Regions from separate parts of the Zea mays genome. Here region 1 is linked to region 2. Evidence: chromatin contacts called from public Hi-C data. All regions are on one chromosome and are shown on one strand. Each heading gives the region's core, a stretch centred on a gene start, on an enhancer-like site or on the middle of the called end of the contact. The rest is flanking DNA. Distances are from core to core; before and after follow the strand shown.

Region 1 (7,022 bases), core at 3,441-5,940, 320 kb before region 2:
CCGGCAATCTTCCCTGTCAGCAACTCCAGCAGGATGACACCGAAGGCATACACGTCGCTCTTCAGAGATGGGCATGGCTTGCTGGTGCTTGAAAACTCAGGAGGGGAATATCCTAGCGCGCCGGCGTTTAGGACCTGCTCCGCCATGCCGATTGGAGTCATCAGCCTGTGAAGGCTGTAGTCAGTCACCAGAGCAGATGGAGTGGAGTTCTGAATCAGGACGTTAGACGACTTGATGTTGCCATGTGGAATCACCCGCTCGTTGTGCAGGTAATCTAGACAGCGGGCAATATCAATCGCAATGTTCAGCCGCTGTCCAGCTGATAGGGGTGGGAGATTCCGCTCATCAAATTCTAGAAAGAAGAAATATGCATCAGAAAACGTCCATATTAAGTATGAAACAGAGATTGATGAGTAAAGGGGGTGGAGGAAAGGAACCATCTTACCAGACAAGTAGGTAGACAGAGATGTGGCATCTGCATAGTCTGATATCATGATCCTCTCATGCTCTTTGGGGCCCCAGTAGTAGCCACGCAAGGGGACAAGATTGGGGTGCCTTACACTGCCAAGCTTCTTTATTTCACGGGAAAATTCTTTCTTACTCTTAGCAAAGCCCTCCTTCAGCCACTTCACTGTCAGCATGTACCCGTTATCAAGTGTAGCCTTGTAGGATGTCCCATGGCAGCTCCTGCCAATTATCTCAGCAGGGGCACAAGAGAGCTCTTCAGCCGTGAACACAACTGAATTGTCGAAAAGATGTAAATCCCCAACCAGTTTATCAGGAGAGTGCACTCTAAGGATAGAGTGATGATGCTGGGAGCGTGCATCAGGAGGCGACGATGATAAAGAAGGCATCGAAGACTTTGTGCTGTCTTTACGGGCTGAGCTACTACCTGCTGGTTCGTTGAAATAAGCAGCATCAATTGGCGCATCTTGGGCTTCATGTCGTCTTTCCTTGCCAGGCAATGAAACAGCTCCATACTCTGCAGAAGGTGACGATTCTAATGCTACATCATGCATTTCAGTTGTTGAAATTTCTGCACTTCTCTGAGCACTCTGGACTTGACCCACATGTTTACCTTGGCCAGTACCTTTTTCCCTACTTTTCCAGCTACTGATCTTCCAATGAACAAGCAAAAGCGCAATAATCCCAGTAACAAATACAACAACACAGATAATCAATGCATATAGAATCCCACGCTTCAAGCCGTGTCTTGCCTCATCTGATTTGTCAGAACCATTTAATGATTCAGAGCGAGGAAGAACGAGCAATTCGTTCCCTGGATGGAAAGATGAATCTGGGAATTTCAGTAAATTACTTGGAACAGAGCCAGACAGGTAGTTGTAGGAAACATTAAATTCGACCAGATCATCAGGGAGGCCATCAGGTATGCTACCATTGAAATTGTTGCTTGATAAGTCAATGTATAAGAGATTCTTAAGTTTGGTGATTGTTCTTGGGATTTCGCCAGTAAAGTTGTTCTGACGAAGGTTCAGCAATGTCAACGCGCTCAAATCACCAATGCCCATAGGCAGTGAGCCGTGCAAAAAATTGCTTGAAAGATCAACATAGGAGAGGTTTGAAGTTTGCACAGGAAGAATGGACAAGTCTATAGAAGTCGAGTTCTTGGTATCGGAATTTCGAAGGGGGAGAGTCCCTGTAAAACTGTTGCCTGAAAGATTAAGAAAAGTCAGCTTAACCGCTGTAAACAGATTTCCAGGCAAAGGTCCATGCAGCTGATTAATACTGAGGTCAATGAAAATCAGCTCTGGATAGGTTCCAAGGACAATTGGCAGTTCTCCTGATAGCAAGTTGTTGGAAATCCTCAAAGATGTCAGCCTTAAAAACTGGGTTGTCTCATTTGGCCAACTTCCTGTTAATCTGTTTGAGCTCAAATCAACCATCTGGAGATAATTTCCCCATGTTCGGGCAACTGATAAGTTCCCATACAGCATGTTTCCACTCAAATCAACTACTGAACAGCTTCCAAATGTGATCGGTAAAGTTCCCTGAAGATTATTGTGTGACAGGTTCAAGTACTTCAAGTTTGTTGATGTCACACGTCTAATTGGACCTGTGTAAGAAAAAAGGGGACACAGTAAAAAGAAGCAATCAGCATTATTATTATTAAATGGTACACATTGTATAAATGATTAAATAGCACACATGCCTGTGCCAAATTAGGCAAGAAATGTTTTACTGATCTAAATTAATTCTCATTCAAATGAAAAAAGTTTACGGATCTTGCAAACTGTCTTATTGAAACTTCCAATCAACATCTCCAAAAAATGCAATCAACAAGGTACCACACAGGGGAATTTTTGTCGAGAACCTAAATTTCCTATTGCCATTTTCCTAATTCATTTATTATGCTATAGCTGGGAATGACTAAACTTGATCAGCAAATATATTCTTAGAAGGGCAGGCCTGTTACAGCGGTGAGAGCTATCTCGGTGAGTCACCACATCACAGTTCAAAGCAACCTCTCTGTACCTGCGGAGGGAAGCCTTTGCCTCGGTTTATCTCTTTGCCGGACCCCACTCACATGGGAGCCTCCGGCACTAGGCCTGTATTTTTTCACTGTCATTGATCTAAGTAATAGTAGTATAAAATATGACAACTAGCTCAGAAACATAGCTTTAGCTGTGCACATTGGATGACTCAAAATTGAACAATCAGTAACAGAAAATGTATCTTCGGATATAATCGCAATTAGTATACCAGTAGCTGGTAAATTAGAGGTAGAAACTTTTGCGGTGACTTCAGAAGAAGGAAATTAGCAATTTTGCTTCATGCATAATAGGTAATCCACATTTCTTGTATGCTTTAAAATTGCATGTATTGTTTACTAAAAAAAGAGAAAGGTATACCACAAATGTGAAAAAGAAGATGGTGCCAGGTCAATGATTTAATAACGTCAATCTTTTACACGTGGTGAGAGCAAGCCTCGTGCAATGATGAGAGATGTCTCAATATATCACTAGATCGCGGATTCGAAGCAGCCTCTCCGTATTTACAGAGAAAAACTTGCCTCGGTTTATCCCTTTTCGAGACCCATGCGGGAGCCTCCGGCACTGGCCTGCCCAATCTTTTACATGTATCTCATTATAATATGCTAGTTTAAGCATTAGGAAAATGTTATGGGCAAAGAAACATGCGTAAGAGCGAGCTGAATGCAATGTTTAAGATAAGCATGAGGCTGAGTAGGAAAATTTTCTGACCTGTAAGTTGGTTGCAACTAAGGTCAAGTTCAGTCAGCACCATAGACGTCTCCCTAAAGAATGCTTCTGGGATGGAGCCAGAAAAATTATTGTTCTGCAGGCGCAGCACCTTGAGGGAGATGACAAAATTAAACTGCGGGATGTTGCCACTGAGCATATTAAAACTCGCATCAAAAATCTCAAGGCTGTCGAACAAAGGCATCGGAACACTGTCAAACAATGTCCCTGACAGCACATTGTGGCTAACATTCAAGTACTGAAGCGTGCTAACCACAGATGAGTTGTCAGAGATCGATGCCAAGGACCCCGAGAACTGGTTGCAGCTTAAATCAACATGGACTGGGCTCTGCAGCTGCGCGAATACGTCGTCCAATTTGCCAGTGAAGCCATTGTCATGAAGGTCCAAGTACTTCAATTTCCTCAAGTTCCGGAAACCCAACGGCAATGCGCCACGAAAACCATTGGAAGAGAGATTGAGATAGCCCAAACCTGCCAGCTTAGTCAACTCAGACGGAATTGAACCGGAGAACCTGTTGTTGGACAGATCCAGCAACTGCAACGACGCCATCGACCCCAGCTCACCCGGCAAGAACCCTTCTAGCTTGTTGTCTGACAGGGACAAGTTCCGGAGCACCGGCATCCTCGCTAGCACCGACAAGCTAGCATTTCCAACGAGACCAATGCCGTCGAACGCAATGGAAAGAATCTGCCCGCCGATGCACTGCACGCCGTGCCAATCAACGGGGCAGTCGTCGGAGTCCAGCGCGCTGGTGGGGTTCCAGGGAATGGCCTGGCGGCGGGACGGGTCTTGCCGGATGCCTCGGGAGAACTCCAGCAGTGCCTCCATGTCTGAACCAGCCCCCGCCGAGGCAGCGGAGCACACGGCCCAGATCGAGAGCCACAACAAGATGAGCCGCATCGCAAGATCCTGCTGTGCAGCCAGGCAATTGAAGCAATGCTCATGCAAATGGGATGGATTTTTCGAGATACGGAGCTTAAGATGAAAAAGGCAGTAGGGTAGGGTTTAAGCTCCCTTGGAACCGAGAAAGGGGATTAAGGATGAAAGGTTTGAGGATTTTTTCAGTATGAAAAGCAGAGAAATCAGGAAGGACGGGGCCAAGAACCGAGACACGAAGAAATGGACACCGCCGCAGTGTGAGCAGTGGCCTGCTCCAATTTTGTCATCCAAGAACCATAGTGCTGGTTGCTTCGTCCAAGCGAGCTAGGATTACTGACCAACAACGCGACGAGATGGCCTTGACGGATCTCCACCCCGACTAGACCCGAGAGAAAAGCGTTAGCCGTCGGGTGGAGGATTTGGCGGCGGCGATGCGTCACAGCTTCCCTGTGCTGGAGCGAATGCGCTCCACGGAGCAAGAGGGGAATGCAGGCTGCTCCATTTGGGAGTACGATGAGCAGCAGCGGCAATGGCGCGCGTGTGTGTGGAGACTGGAGGGAGTGGCCGAGTGGTTGAGGGCTGAGGCCGTGATGGATGGGTGTAGTCGGACTATACCGCACCAGTGCGACTGTGCGAGCCAGCAAGTAGCGGCCTAGCATGGGAAACGGGAAACGGAACGGATTCACTCATTCACATCAAACCGAATCCAGATGTCATTTGTTTATTATATTTTTAATTCGAATATAAATAAGAAAGTGAATATACATGTTTTTAAATATTAGTACAAAACGAATATTTTGGATTTAATTCAGATATTAAGTCAATTTATAAAGCATATATTGTTAAATAAATAAAGTACTAACGTTATTTACAACAATAAATATATTATATGTAAACTAACTAAAAGTAATAATATTCATCTAATCTTCATGTATCATTAATAATTTTAAATTTAAATTAATATCGAAATTTACCTATATATGTGCTATTAGGCTATCTCCATAGGATCCACGATCACATCCCCTATTTCTTTTTTTTTCTTTTTTTGAAAGGGAAGGATTTTTATTCATTCAAGAACAGTACATCGAGATGATACGAGCCCTTGAAAGTCACTTTCGGCCTGTGCCCATAAGAGCACACAGCCCAACGAAATCTAAAAACACACACTAGTGGCTATCACTCCGAAGACTAGACCGCCAATCATGCTCCTGGGAAAAAAACTCCTTGGCCACTTGAGTCAAATGTTGTGTTGGGGGCCTTCGGCTTCCGAAGGTCCTCAAAAACGTGATTTAACAATGTTTCTGGAATATAATACATGAGCAGGTACCTTCGGACACGAACCCTCCGGACAAGTCAAAATTGTTGTATGAAGAAACGCAAAGAGAACGAAGGATGGAACAGAGCCGAAGCTGTGCGCAAGGAAGCTTCGGCATGATGGCAGAAAAGAGGAAACTGAAAGTCGCCTAGAGGGGGGTGAATAGGGCGAATCTGAAATTTACAAACTTAATCACAACTACAAGTCGGGTTAGCGTTAGAAGTATAAACGAGTCCGAGAGAGGGCGTGAAAACAAATCGCAAGCGAATAAAGAGTGAGACACGAGGATTTGTTTTACCGAGGTTCGGTTCTTGCAAACCTACTCCCCGTTGAGGTGGTCACAAAGACCGGGTCTCTTTCAACCCTTTTCCCTCTCTCAAACGGACACTTAGACCGAGTGAGCTTCTCTTCTCAATCAATCGGAACACAAAGTTCCCGCAAGGACCACCACACAATTGGTGTCTCTTGCCTCAATTACAAATGAGATGATCGCAAGAAAGAATGAGAGAAAGAAGCAATCCAAGCGCAATAGCTCAAAAGAACACAACAAATCTCTCTCTCTAATCACTAGAGCTTTGTGGAGTTGGGAGAGGATTTGATCTATTTGGTTGTGTCTAAAATTGAATGCTAGAGCTCTTGTAAGTAGTTGGAAGGTGGAAAACTTGGATGACTTGAATGTGGGGATGGTTGGGGTATTTATAGCCCCAACCACCAAACTTGACCGTTGGTGAAGGCTGAAGTCGACGGGCGCACCGGACAGTCCGGTGCACCACCGAACACTGTCTGGTGCGCCAGCCACGTCACCAGGCCGTTGGGTTCCGACCGTTGGAGCTCTGACTTGTGGGCCCGCCTGGCTGTCCGGTGGTGCACCGGACAGGCCCTGTAGGCTGTCCGGTGTGCCACCCGCGCGTGCTCTGCTCCTCTGCGCGCACAGGCGCGCATTTAATGCGTTGCAGTCGACCGTTGCGCGCGAAGTAGTTGTTGCTCCGTTGTCACACCGGACAGTCCGGTGACTCATCGGACAGTCCGGTGAATTATAGCGGAGCGGATTCCCGAAGCTGGCGAGTTCCGAGTTGCTCTCCCTTGGGACACCGGACAGTCCGGTGAATTATAGCGGAGCGCCTCTGTCACACCCGGGTTTTAGGGGTCCAAAGTCCGGGCGCGAACATAATCACCAGGTGTGCTGGGACCAAGTCTCACACATATGATGAATCATGGCACAGGATCGAATGTCACATCTTTACTATATAATCGGAGTTCTATACAAAATAAATAAATAATTACATTAAAAGGAGACAACGGTCCAGCAACCCAAAGTTGACTGGGAGACGACGGTCTAGACCACTCACGAACTCATCACAGCATCCTCCAAGCGCCTCATCCTGCGGTACCTGTTCTTGACCTGTGGGGGTGTGAGACAGCAAGAGTGAGCTCACATACGTTCATCGCTCAACAAGTTGTGGGGAATCATGTGCATGAACTCGCCAAAGGTGGGAGCTCACGTGAAGTGTAAGGCTTACCAAAGAGGATGGTTAGAGCTGAGCATTGCTTTTAAAGTTGGTCAAAACTTTATTAGCAGTTACTAAGT
Region 2 (6,615 bases), core at 1,804-4,303:
AATTCATTCTTTTGACGAATTCAGTATTCGACATATCTCTAGAGTTGAGAATCATAGAGCTAACGATTTGGCACAAGATGCATCAGGTTATCGGATAAAAAGAGGAAAGTTTCACAAAACTGAAAATCTGATAACCGGTGCAAAGCCAAATTCCCAGGTCGCGGACCGTCCGCATGATGACGCCGGACCGTCCGGGGTTACCAGAAATGTTCTTTTGATCAATTCGGCTGACAATGAGGCCGATGCAAGTGATTGGAGGACACCTATACTTAATTATCTACGAAATCCCAATATCAGGACAGATAAGAACATTCGGCGAACAGCTTTCAAGTATGTTTTGATGAGTGATGAACTTTACCGCCGAACAGTCAATGATATCCTGCTTAAGTGCTTGGGCCCAGATGATGCTATATTAGCCATGGCCGAAGTACATGAAGGAATTTGTGGTACTCATCAATCAGCTCCAAAGATGAAGTGGTTGTTGCGAAGGTCTGGTTTTTATTGGCCTAGTATGATAGCTGATTGTTTCAAGTACTACAAGGGTTGCCAAGTGTGTCAAAAATTCGGCGACCTACAGTTAGTCCCTGCAGCCGAATTACATCCTATCATCAAGCCTTGGCCGTTCAGAGGATGGGGATTAGACTTTATTGGAGAAATTCATCCTTCATCATCAAAGGGGCATCGGTTTGTGTTAGTTGCCACTGACTACTTCACCAAATGGACTGAAGCCGTTGCTCTAAAGAACATGACACACAAGGAGGTAATTGAGTTTATAACTGAGCATATTATTCATAGATTCGGCATTCCTCAGACCTTAACTACAGACCAAGGTACTTCTTTTATGTCAAAGGAGGTACGTGAATTTACTGAATTATACAGAATTAAGCTGCTTAATTCATCTCCATATTATGCTTAGACCAATGGACAGGCCGAGTCTAGTAATAGGACATTGATTAATTTGATAAAAAAGAAGATATCTGATAATCCTAAACATTGGCATAAGATTTTGTCTGAAGCTTTATGGGCTCATAGGATATCTAAACATAGGGCTACTCAAGTGTCTCCTTTTGAGCTTGTCTATGGGCAGGAAGCAGTGTTGCCTGTGGAAATAAGTTTGAATGCTGTCAGGTTCGCCAGACAAAATGATTTAAATGCTACTGATTATTATAATTCAATGATGGATAATATTGATGAGCTGACCGACAAAAGGATGATAGCTTTGGGAGCAATAGAAAAGGACAAAATCATGGTAGCCAGGGCCTACAACAAGAAGGTCAAAGCAAAATCATTTCAAGTAGGGGACCTGGTGTGGAAGACTATTCTGCCTCTAAGGAATAAAGACCGGAAGTTCGGGAAATGGTCGCCAAGCTGGGAGGGTCCTTATAAAGTAAAACAAGTGATGTCTGGCAACGCCTATTTGCTACAAACATTACACGGCAAGGATTTGCCTAAGGCTTTGAATGGGCGTTTTCTCAAACAGTACCATCCTAGTATGTGGCAAGATGGCTAAGAGAACCGATGTAATCTCATCGAGTTATTTACTTTTGGTTTGCTCAGCTCCACCAAAAGGCAGGGGGGCATATGTTGAGCACCAAAATGAGGTGCGGACGGTCCGCGCCTGTGGGCCGGACGGTCCGCGCACGCGCAGAGTAGATTAGGGTTCCGAGTTTTGTGCTATGTTTGTTAGCTATATCCGCGGAATTAGCTCGGAATCCGGTCGTGTAAAGGGTCCAGCCCCCCTCCTCTATAAAAAGAGAGGCCTACGACCGATTTGTAATCAACAATCGAATCAATACAACTTCTATTCGCATTTTATCCTAGGAGTAGTTCTAGTCTTGTTTAGGTTTAGCCTCTCAATCCCCAAATTCTCCGCCTCTCCTCGACTCTACGTCGATTAGAGGAGTCTAGGTCGGTCTGCCCGAGCCTAGACAACCCCTAGGATCTCTCCTCCCCGACGGGGTCCCTCCCGGGAGCGAGATCCAGGCGCCGCCGACGATCTTCCGCCGCCCCTGCGCACGCGCGGACCGTCCGGCCCCAGGGCGCGGACCGTCCGGCCGTCAGGCAGGAAACCTTAGCCCCTGCGCCAGGTCGCGGACCGTCCGGCCCCAGGTCGCGGACCGTCCGCGCCTGACCAGAGAGCACCGCCGCCGGTTCTTCTTGAGTATTTGGCGCTCCGAAAAAGCGTCAACAACCACTTTATTATGTATTTATGAAAAATATAATTGTTGTCTTTCCAGCTAAATTTTATCGTTTTCGAATAATTGACGATCTAGATCCCGTATTCCCTTTTCGTCCAGTCAAAAAAAATATGAAAACAAAATTAATTTAGATGTTTTTTTATTGTTTTCGACGATTTTTGTCCCTGCGGCTTTCAAACCCGTGGCCTCACTAGTAGCACCCACTCCTCGGACCCCGCCACACCAGGAGAGGCGCCACTGACCGCCGATCGGACCCCACTTGTCACAGGCAGACGCCACCAGCCAAAGCGTTTTCACTCCGTGGCGCGGGTGGCGGTAAAAAAGCGCCATGACGCGGGTGATTACGGTACGGACCAGCAAGACTTTTTTTAACTACCGTGCCGCATCGCAGTGGCAGCTTGTGAGTGGAGGCGGGGATCATTAGTTTAAGAGGGGAGGTTATAAAGGCCGCGCTGTCGCTGTTGAGGGCCGAGCAGCAGACCACGACCAGCACGCCCACTTGCCTGCGATTACTTTGCGCCAGAGGGCAGAAGCCTTGGCCCTGCCATAGCTGTTCTTAGAGCATCTCCAACAATGCCTCAAACTAATGCCTCAAATCGAAATATAGAGCTCTACACAGGAAAAACCACTCCAACAGTGCCTTAATTCAACAATTTTTGTCAAAAAACTATAGGGCACTCTCTCAAGTGCCTCAAATATACTACACCGTAGTGGGCTGCCCTATAATCTAGATTTGGGGCTTTACTGTTGGAGTAGGGTGTTTTTTTGGTGCCCTAAATTCTATAAAATTTACTTATTTTTAAATTATAAGGCATTTTTATAGGTCACGTTGTTGGAGATGCTCTTATCCCCCCTTCCTCTTTTCTTTCTCCTCCCTCTTGCGGCTTCTCTCTGGACTCGCCCCTCCCTCCTCTCGTCTCCCAGGTCATGGCAAAGCTGGAGCACCCGTGAAAATAGCAAGTGGGAGATAAACAGGAAGAGCTAGGGTGAGTTCTTCCTACCTTCCTGGACCTTCTATGCTTCCCAGTTCTTGTGTGGCTGGTCCTTCTTTTCTTCGCCGATCTTCTTCTCTTGCTCCTTTCGGTGATATCTGTTTGTGCTGCTGCAGGGTGGCCGGATGATTATCTGATAGATTAAGTAGAGTAATAAATTTTCAGGAGATCTTTTCTCTCTCTAGATTTCTTTTCTTAGGATCCTGTACCTTCTTTGCAGTGGCCAATTCCCGTTTGAGTTCTTTTCTGATCCTCCCTTTCCCTTGCTGATGTCTTGTCCTTCTGCGTAATAGCTGCGGCTAAATCCATGGCGGTGTTCCGAGGTTGATGCCTTGGATGATGTAGCAGCTCCCATCCAAAAACCTGAGTTTCTTGCATCTCTTTTCTGTTATGTTTCTTCTAAGCTTCGTTTGGATCTCGATACTTCTAGTCAAAGACTGAGCTCGTTCTAGGAAGTGTGTAGCAGTCGGGTATGATTTGTTCCTGCATAATCTTTGGAGGTGCAAGTTTTTATCAGTTTTCTTTAGGATTGATATGCGTTTTCGTCCCTTGTTTTTTCCCCTATCACAGATGACCTTGATTCCCGTTGTCAAGCACATGGGCACATGTTCTTGTTACCAACTGTCCATTCGTGCTTGGTTGGGTAAAACAAATAGATCCACAAAAAAAATATTTCTTTTCGAAAAGCTTCCCTTACCTGCCTTTTGATCTTTTTTTAATCTTTCCTCCTTGTGATCAATCAGAGCTTACGTTCATACGTTTGCACATGCTTTCGTAAAAAAAGGGCAAAATATGCAACTTTACATGCTTGTTCCAATGAACCGGCATATGAGAAGTATTTGTAGTTATTTGGTGGAACTATTTATGTGCATATGTTTTCATGCTTGAATTCCTTGTTCCACAATTTCTCTTTCCATGTTGTGTAAAATGTTCCTTTATGCCGAAACAATAAGGACTATGCTTTATTTGTTCCCTCTGAATTGTAAAAGTATCAATCTCAGAAGAAGGATTGTGGGGGAAGGGTCCATGTATAGTTTGATCAGATCATGGCCCTGTTCTGTTTCACCAAACACATGCTAGGCTGCCTTTTTCTGCAACATGATTGTCTCCTATAGATGTGTAGAGCTATGATGCCAAGGCAAAAAGCCCTTGCAAACCGTGTAATCGCCAAATTAAGATGCCACAATAAGCTTCACTCGGTCATCTTAATTACTTTTTTTTTACTATAACACGCAATCGTGTTGCATATGTTTTTCTTTGCACTTAATTACTGACAGTAAAACACAGCAGCTGACGTGTTCATCTTCCTCGTTGCTTCCGCGCAGGTGAATACTAACTACAAGTAGCAGTAGAAGGAAGAGAGTCAGTCTGCCCGTGACTGCGAGTGAATTTGTTGGGTGTGGTGTTTGTTGAGATCACGATGATGGGAGGCGGGCTGTTGGTGGATCAGAGCGTGGTGTTCCCTGGCGTCCACAACTTCGTGGATCTCCTGCAGCAGAACGGCGACAAGAACCTGGGCTTCGGGTCTCTGATGCCGCAGACGTCCTCTGGCGACCAGTGCGTGATGGGGGAGGGCGATCTCGTGGACCCGCCTCCGGATAGCTTCCCGGACGCCGGGGAGGACGACAGCGACGATGACGTCGAGGACATCGAGGAGCTGGAGCGCCGCATGTGGCGCGACCGTATGAAGCTGAAGCGGCTCAGGGAACTGCAGCAGACCCGCGGCAAGGACTCGTTGGCTAGCGGTGCGGGACTGGCTGATGGCTCGTCCAAGCCAAGGCAGTCGCAGGAGCAGGCCCGGCGCAAGAAGATGTCGCGCGCGCAGGACGGCATCCTCAAGTACATGCTCAAGATGATGGAGGTGTGCCGCGCGCAGGGGTTTGTGTATGGGATCATTCCGGAGAAGGGCAAGCCAGTGAGTGGTGCCTCCGACAACCTCCGTGCGTGGTGGAAGGAGAAGGTCCGCTTCGACCGCAACGGACCGGCCGCCATTGCCAAGTACCAGGCCGACAACGCCGTCCCTGGCGCCGAGAACGAGCTCGCCTCGGGCGCTGCCAGCCCCCATTCCTTGCAGGAGCTGCAGGACACTACGCTGGGCTCACTGCTCTCAGCGCTTATGCAGCACTGCGAGCCCCCACAGCGGCGCTACCCGCTCGAGAAGGGCGTTCCTCCACCGTGGTGGCCTACCGGCGACGAGGAGTGGTGGCCGGAACTCGGCATTCCCAAGGACCAGGGCCCACCCCCGTACAAGAAGCCTCATGACCTTAAGAAGGCCTGGAAGGTGAGCGTGCTCACCGCTGTCATCAAGCACATGTCACCGGACATAGAGAAGATCCGTCGCCTGGTTCGCCAGTCCAAGTGCCTCCAGGACAAGATGACTGCCAAGGAGATCTCAACCTGGCTGGCGGTCGTCAAGCAGGAAGAGGAGCTGTACCAGAAGCTGAACCCGGGCGCACGCCCACCGGCGTCTACTGGTGGCATCGCAAGTGCCATATCCTTCAACACCAGCTCGAGCGAGTATGATGTGGACATCATCGATGAGTGCAAGGGGGACGAGGCCGGTAACCAGAGGACGGCAGTCACTGACCCAACCGCGTTCAACCTTGGTGCCGCTATCCTAAGCGACAAGTTCCTCGTGCCGACGCCGATGAAGGAGGAGACCGCCGACGTGGAGTTCATCCAGAAGAGGAACGCCCCCGCTGCAGCCGAGCCAGAGCTGATGCTAAACAACCGATTGTACACCTGCAACAACGTCCAGTGCCCGCGCAGTGACTACAGCTACGGATTCCTGGACCGGAATGCCCGCAACAGCCACCAGTACACCTGCAAGCACAAGGATCCAACCCCTCAGAGCACCGAGAACAAGCCGCCGTCAGCACCGCCACAGCCACAAGCCTTCCAGCCGGCCTTCAGCCAACCCAACCAGGCACTGAACAGTCTGGATTTCAGCCTGCCCATGGACGGGCAGAGGTCCATCGCCGAGCTGATGAACATGTACGACAACAACTTCGTGCCGAACAAGAACCCGAGCAGCGACAGCGTCGCCGTCATGGAGAGGCCAAACGCGATGCCCCAGCAGAGGATCCAGATGGACGAGGGTTTCTTCGTACAGGGCAACGGAGCCTTCGACGACGTCAACAACAGCATGATGCAGCAGCAGCAGCAGCAGGCGCCAGTGCAGCAGCAGCAGCAGTTCTTCATCCGCGACGACACGCCATTCGTGAGCCAGATGGGCGACATCGCCGCCAGCGCGCCGGAGTTCAGGTTCGGTCCTGGTTTCAACATGTCTAGCGGCGTCGACTACCCAGGCGCGGCACAGAGGAACGACGGGACCAATTGGTTCTACTGAAGAATAAATAAACCTGTAGGGCTGAGAAAAGAGAGGGAGAGAGAGAGAGAGAGAGAAAAGCGTCGTTATAAGCTTT

What was found. A called contact is a pair of places that touch in the nucleus more often than the background predicts.
Region 1: a Hi-C map of leaf shows a contact between it and region 2, with 8 times the contacts expected there. The contact joins the promoter of LOC103639191 here to the promoter of LOC100279789 in region 2. A contact is called at or near these places in 3 of 25 Hi-C or Micro-C datasets (ear, leaf and tassel).

What each region holds. Positions count from the first base shown.
Region 1 is chr9:139,486,780-139,493,801 of Zm-B73-REFERENCE-NAM-5.0, reverse strand. It overlaps LOC103639191 (probable inactive receptor kinase), which reads right to left and starts at 4,690. Exons shown (of 3, transcript NM_001364724.1): 1 at 3,222-4,690; 2 at 446-2,074; 3 at 1-352. The coding sequence starts at 4,140. It overlaps LOC100304416 (a long non-coding RNA gene), which reads left to right and starts at 735. Exons shown (of 2, transcript NR_157290.1): 1 at 735-991; 2 at 1,088-2,247.
Region 2 is chr9:139,161,584-139,168,198 of Zm-B73-REFERENCE-NAM-5.0, reverse strand. LOC100279789 reads left to right here and starts at 3,053. Exons shown (of 2, transcript NM_001152747.2): 1 at 3,053-3,184; 2 at 4,516-6,615. The coding sequence starts at 4,611. The coding sequence ends at 6,539.